2 separate regions of the Mus musculus genome follow, and region 2 is linked to region 1. Evidence: chromatin contacts called from public Hi-C data. All regions are on one chromosome and are shown on one strand. Each heading gives the region's core, a stretch centred on a gene start, on an enhancer-like site or on the middle of the called end of the contact. The rest is flanking DNA. Distances are from core to core; before and after follow the strand shown. Region 1 holds the start of 4930455H04Rik (RIKEN cDNA 4930455H04 gene). Region 2 holds the start of Plppr4 (phospholipid phosphatase related 4).

Region 1 (3,573 bases), core at 740-3,239:
AACTCTTGAAAGTTCCCTGGGTACGGTGTGTTTTCTTTTCCTAGGAAGAAAGAATAGCAGGGGTGGCTTCCTGGGCAAGGCCAGGGCGGAGTAAGCTGGCATTTCCCAGGGTGTGCAGGAGGAGAGTGGTTGTATTGTTTCCATGGACACGGAGGAACTACTCCATTTCCCCTCTAGGTGGTGACAAATGTGACTGAGCCCTGTGAGGTGCAGGCTTATGGAAATTCGTTCCTATAAACTTTTGCCAGTTTTTACCCTACAGGCTTTAAGCAAGAATTTTACTTTCAAGCTAAGTTTTGTGACTGTACCTCCAAGACTTAATTAACTCTAAAGGGATATGTTTGGGCTCGTGGGATAATTTTTAAAAGTTTATTAATTTTAACAGTGAAAGTATCTCTATATTCAGGAACCTGCCTACCTACTCAATTCCTTTTAAGGCATTTTGATCTTCTATATCTAATTGCACCTGAAGCCTCAGTGAAAATTCCTTGGCTTTCTGAATAACTCTCAGCCGCCATCTACTTGGACCATGCCCTAGTTCACTAAATGCTCTAAGCTGCAAACCACACTTAGCAAGACCTTAAAATAAGATGTTCCCCAGTTCAGTAGCAGAGACACAGAAGAAGGTGTCTGTGTGCATCACCGAGTCAACTGTTTCATTTGGTTATCCGGGAGGTAAAGCCGTGGGGAGAAATGGAACCTAGTTGTGAGCGACTCACACGGCCCAGTGAAGTAACCTTTAGCCAACAGCTGTAATGTGAAAGGGCCATGCCAAGAACAACAGAGCACAGTGGAGTTCCTGTCCCTTCTAGGAGGACAGCTGAAGCTGTGGCCGGATTTAACAACAAAACAAAACAAACAAAAATCCAGGCCAAGGTTTTTAAGATGAAAGGAAAAAATACAGTAATTAGAATTCAGAAATTAAAAAGTACTCTCTATAGAAAGGTGCCCAGGCTGCTTAGTGGACTCTTGGCTCCTTTTCACTGGTGAAGAAAGTAGGTTTTTATTTATCCTTTCTGGGTAGGAGGGAAAAAACCCCCGCTATATTCCCTTAGTGTGTGTGTGTGTGTGTGTGTGTGTGTGTGTGTGTGTGTATGCACAACAAAACCTAAATTAGGATTTGCTTAATTAATTGTGAGAATTTGAGGAGCAAAGAGTTGGATAACCTCCTATCTACCTTGATTTAGTGTCAGTTTTTCAGAAAGTAGTTACTTCTTTTTTGACGGTTAATTTCAGTGTCAGAAAATGTGACGCACAGGGGTGTGGATTTGCCAAGTTGCTTTTCCTTGCAAAAATGCTATCAAAAGTTACAGCTAATAACGATAGATGACCAGGTCAGGGACTTCCAGGTTATCGTCACATACAGCAGTTTGGAAGCAAATGAGAAAAAGAATGGTATCATTTAAGAAAAGTGACTCATTTCTTGCTTTGATTTTTTTTTTCCCCAGAACAAACATCAAGTGTACTACTTTTCTTCCCGGAATTAGGGAAATATTTTCCAAGTCCATCTTGTGCATGGCTCCTGTATTGAGACCTTATTCGGACTATGTCTGTCCTTCTGTACTGGAAAACTGATCTGCGAGAATTACTCTGATGCGTGCCTTCGCTACTTTTCTTCTGTTTTAATACTTCGCATATATATATATGCATACATACATACACCAAGCTTTGCTTTAATTCAGTTAGGTTTGTCTGGAATATACTTTGACACATGAATAAAAATGTTTCCGATTTTCTTCCTTTTGATCTACCTCTTTAAAAAAAAACTTTTGGGGGTTCTATTCATTGCTTTGAAAAGTTTTCCAGTTAGGCATCTATAAGAACATTTGTCCGATAGAAGGAATTTGAAGAAAAAACCCTAAACTTCAGATATCCACAGAAGGTGAGGAGAGTTTACAAACTATTTATAAAAACAAGCAAACAAGCAAACAACCCTTGATTATCGTTTAGAATGCAAACACCATCTGTAAATTCCAGAACCATTTCCCTGGATCTCAGGTTCTGAAGCCCCAGTGTCATGGAGGGTCACAAGGGTTAAGAGAAGCAGACCAGAGTCCACGAAGGCTTAGTTCTGTTTCTCTACTTGGAAGGCCTGGGAGACAAGGACAGCTAGCAACGTCGCCTGTGCCGGTGCCGGTGCCGGTGCCGGTGCCGGTGCCGGTGCCGGTGCCGTTTGTCTAAGCAACCACCTTACTGACTTAAAACTCTATGTAGACTTACAGTGATGGCCTGGAGTCTTCCCTTCACCAGCTCAGCTTCTTCCATTCTAGAAGTCAAGGACAGGCAGACGCTGAAGGAAGTCCAAAGCTACCATAAATCAAGGTGCGTCCTTGGAGAGGGGAGCTGGAGATGACAGAAGAGACACGGAGAGAAATCCGCTCTTTGCAGCAGGGAGAGAGGAAGAGAATTCCGAACTGTCAGGAGCGGAGCGGCTCAGAGCCCATGCACAGATGAGGCCAGACAGACACATGTAATGAGGGTGCACTGGGGAGGCAGACGCTGAGGCTGCTGGCACGAGTTGACTGACAAGTTTGAACGGCAGCCGCACAAGCCCTTTTCCTTCAGGGGCTGCCAGCTCTTTGTTGTGCTGTGCACGGTTAGCGAGACACATTTTCTTATTAACTGTTCCTTACCCAAGTCATTATTTTCCAGGAGTGGCGCAGGGAGCTGCCGTGCTGAGTGTCGGGGTCCGGGCAGCCCAGGTTTTCCTGTGAGCCTGTGTGTGTTTAAAGTTATCTCGCTTAGTTTATCTCGGGGGGGGGGGGGGGATGAGAGAGAGAGAGAGAGAGAGAGAGAGAGAGAGAGAGAGAGAGAGAGAGAGAGAGAGAAGTGCTAAGTCACTTGTTTGTTATCTCCCTCTGCTTGGCTTTAGGTAATGGTGATGGCTCCTTTAGTAACCGAAGAACCCTTAGAGTAGAATATTTGCATCAAGCTCAGCTCCCCTCTCAAAGTCCCACCGCAGGCAGCCTTCTGACAGAGACCTTAGACTCTTAGGTCTTGGAAAGCAAAACAAAACAAAACAAAACAAAAAAACCCAAAGGTGTTAACGTGATGATTGATGTTGGATATCTGGGGACTGCAGCACCTTTTTTGGACCCCATTCAAAAAAAACAAAAAACAAAAAACAAAAAACAAAACAAAACAAAACAAAAAAACAAACCCCGACAATCTTCAATTTCAGGAAGGTGCCCATTTTGACAGCCTGAAGTTATGCAAGAGCAAGGAGCGAGCCTGTGAAAGTGTGCCCTGGGTGGACAGTCCCTGCCCTTTAAGGAAGGCAGTGAACCCCGGGGAAACTCAGGTCAGAGCAGAGCCCAGGAAGCTTTGCAATGGACTTTGTTTTCTTTTTCCCACCTATTCTTTAAGTGCATGTTGATGTGGTGAGCCCCAATTACCATCCACCACATTATTATGTGTTTGGATCAGCCCTTTAATATCACCATTCAGGCAGGGAGGTTAAATAGACAAGGCTGACACTGAACACACTGGCGTACATTTCTTTGTGCTTTTGATATTTGTTATAGTAGTAGCTAATATTTGTCCATAGACAAATGCATCTCATCTTATTTATCT
Region 2 (3,409 bases), core at 560-3,059, 390 kb after region 1:
CTTGCTTAAAAATGTCTTCCAAATGCAATGAATCACAGTACATGGAATCCTGTACCTGTCAATCTTTACACCCCTCCCATAAACTGTTCCTCCCTCAAATGCTGCATTAGGTAAGCCAGAGGTTCATTATGAGTGCAACTCCATATTAATTGCTTAACCGAAATATTGCTCAGGTCAGAATAAAAGCACAGATACACACACACACACACACACACACACACACACACACACACACACAAAGTGAACTCAGATGATGTCATACATTTGAAATATATATTCACTCGTTTATGCATATATCTACACTGAGCTATATATATATGTACATGGATATATGTATGTGTCTGTGCACACACCCACACACACCATGGCTAAAGGCCAGTCGATTGTTGACTGACATCTAGAAATGACCCAATTTTAGAAGCAGATGAAGTACCATAGCAACTGTAGTAGGAGACGGGTTTAGGGGGGTTAATAGAAGCCACCGATAATCCTAATACCACATAAACATTTCTGGTCCTACAGTCTAGGCAAAACTGTATGCTTTTGAATTCCCACCAAAAGCTCACAGAGTTCTAGAAATAGTCAGCAAATTGAAAAACACAAATTTCAAAATACAGGCATCATGGCCCCTCTGGGGCACTGATATATGCTGTGCACAACTGGCGCTACAGGGCCAAAAACTAGACCAGTACTCTCACAGGTATCCCTTCCTGGAAGGCCACCCAGCAAGCCGCCCCTAGTGATAACCAGGCGGTGCTGGCAGGTGTCCACAGGCAGACTCAGGGGAGCTCTGGAGAAAAACCTGTGGGAGGAAAGGGAAAGGGTCGAGCATTTAGGAAAGGCAGTGGCTCAAGCCCTTGGTGCTCCGGTGTGGTCACCAATCCCGCCCAGGACCCGAATTAGCTCCGGAGCTGTCCGGAAAGATCTGCATTATGCCAGGGCGCTGGGCCAACTCACCTCAACGAAATAAAAACAGGGCAGGAGGGTGACGCTGTCCTTGATCACTTTGCCCTTTGGCCTCTCCTTCGCCGACATCCCGGCCGCCTGCCGGGCTCCAAGTCCTCCCCCGGGCGAGGTGTGCACCGTGCGGCCACCGAGGCGAGCTGCCTGCTCCAGCCGCAAGCGCCCGGCGCCGCTGATGTCACATTCCCCGCGGGCACCGCTGGAACCAGCGCGCTGCATGCAGCGCCCCCGCCTTTTCCCCGCCCCTCTTTGCAGTAACCCCGCGGATCCCCGAGCCCGAGCCCGCAGGTCTTCTTCAGCCTGGCTTTAGTCCGTGTTTTGCGGGCAAGGGATAGCAGCTCCCTCTCCAAGCTGTTGCTGAGATGGCTTCCCCTCCCTGCCACTCTCCCTGGGCTCTCTCTCCACCGCCCAAGCCGTGAGGCTCCTCTGCTGGCTGGTTGAGCTTGACGTCAAAAATAGGGAAGAGTGGGGGGAAGCACTCCTGGTTTCTGTAGAAGCAAGGCTGAGGAGCCAAGTCACCTGGTCTCACAAGGTCCCCTACCTGGGGTTCCTCTTGCCTTCCTAGAAAACAGAAGCCTGTTTTCTAATGGTAGCACCGTTATCCGCCCTATCCATAGCAAAAGAGACCTCCTACCTGTGCAAAATTAAAACTCGGACTTCATAAGGACAAGTAGGCCACAGAAGGAATTCACTGGGAGCTGGCTGCTACCCAAGCGTGACAGCCCTGCCTGCTGATCTCTAGGGAGGTAACTCCCAGGGAAGCACCTAGAAAAAGCTCCAATCAGCTGGGGAACAGAGTGAAAATTTCCTGCATCTGAAGAGAAAGGGTAAATGGGGCATCATCGCTGGCCCCAAAGCTCAGGAAATATTCTAACCACATTCTTATTCCCTAGTGCACTGTGGGAATCACAGCCGTAACTATGGAAGCATGACTCCAAACACTGGAGTCTAAGCCCAAGCCCTGGTTGTCAGGGTCCGTGGTTGCTCTCACATTTATGATTCTTTTCGCAAACCATCAGTGTCAAGTGCTACAGCAGAAGCACTCAAGGGACACAAAGCAACACATGGGGATATCACCCACTTCTGTCCCTATCTGTTCTAGGTCATTTCTTGCTCTTCCAAAGTTTCCCTGTCAATCACACGACTTTGAATCCCCAGCCTACTTTTCAGCTGGCTTTTTCCATTGCTGCTCCAGTGGGGTTTTGGCAAGCTAGATGCCATATTCATAACATTCACATTTTACTACCCATGCGGCATCTTGCCTCTACTCCTTCTGCCAAGATTAGGTTTCAGAGTCCTGCAGTGCAATTGCTCATGTACCATACTATTCAGTGAAACTCTACCCCAGGTAAATAAGATGTTTATCTGAACAGCTAAATACAGTAGAATAAAACCACAACACGTGACCTTGGGACCATGGCTTAAGTCCCCCCACCTTCCAAACCTAGTGTGTCCTTCTTAGCTGGTCTTGGTTCCATACATATCTTCTCCTAACTTCTCAAAAGCCACACAACCATCTAGCTTTATCTTACTCAGAGAATAGAAGCTATAGAAAAAGACTATATTATCCCATATTATTATTCAAAACAGAGTACTCACCCTCCCTCCCCCCCCCCCCCCACCGCGGGTCACTACCATGTCTTGTTTTGATTGGCAGGAAAAAAAAAAGAGTCCTTACAAATTTTAAGCCATGCCTTACCCCTCACACAGTAGCCCAAAGGTACTTCTGAAAAGCAATTACTGATTTCATTTCTCTGGTTAACCCTTCTAGAAGCTTCCCACTATGTGTAACCCTCACCCCCACCCCCACCTCTTTATTTTACCTGGAATCCTGATGGACATTCTACCTGATGAACTGCACTAGTTTTTCTGATTCTGATGGTGAGGGGACCCAAAACCTTTGTACTTACTATGTCTCTCTGTTGATGAACGCAGTTCTATCAACATTGCACAGTTAATCACTAACATACTTCATGACTCTGCTCAAAATTTAGAAACTCTGTCAAATTTTTCTTGACATACTAAGTAATGGTCACAAATCAAATCTTCAGTTCCCTCCTCTACCTCCTCTGCCTCCTTCTTCTTTTCTTCTTCCTCTTTCCTCCCCCTCCCCTTTCTCCTTCCTTATCCCCCTACTTCTCCTTCTCCTCCTCTCCCTCTTCCCCACTTCCTTTCCCCCTCCTCCCTTCCTCCTCTTCTCCCTCTCTCCTCTTCCTCCTCCTCCCATTTTAAAGGTTTATCCTTTTACTTATATGAGTGCTTTGTCTGTATATATGCTACATACCACACAATGTTATTGGACCCTATATAGATAGTTGTAAGCTACCATGTGATTGCTGAGAAACTGAACTTAGGCTCTCTAGAAGAGCAGAGCAGGCAATGCTTTGAACTGCTTAGCCATCTCTCCAGCCTCTTCTTTTTTCTTTTACAGTATGTTATTTCATTT

The links. A called contact is a pair of places that touch in the nucleus more often than the background predicts.
Region 2: a contact with region 1 is called in a Hi-C map of cortical neurons, with 5 times the contacts expected there. The contact joins the promoter of Plppr4 here to the promoter of 4930455H04Rik in region 1. A contact is called at or near these places in 2 of 39 promoter capture datasets (cranial neural crest and embryonic stem cells), 3 of 484 Hi-C or Micro-C datasets (all in cortical neurons) and 2 of 9 other capture datasets (adipose tissue and pancreatic islet).

What each region holds. Positions count from the first base shown.
Region 1 is chr3:116,966,278-116,969,850 of GRCm38.p6, forward strand. 4930455H04Rik (RIKEN cDNA 4930455H04 gene) reads left to right here and starts at 1,990. Exons shown (of 3, transcript NR_040596.1): 1 at 1,990-2,322. Palmd (palmdelphin) reads right to left here and starts at 2,675. Exons shown (of 8, transcript NM_023245.3): 1 at 2,221-2,675. The coding sequence starts at 2,265. Gm52613 (a long non-coding RNA gene) reads left to right here and starts at 745. Exons shown (of 2, transcript XR_003954544.1): 1 at 745-995; 2 at 1,449-1,739.
Region 2 is chr3:117,359,067-117,362,475 of GRCm38.p6, forward strand. Plppr4 (phospholipid phosphatase related 4) reads right to left here and starts at 1,810. Exons shown (of 7, transcript NM_177664.5): 1 at 958-1,810. The coding sequence starts at 1,182.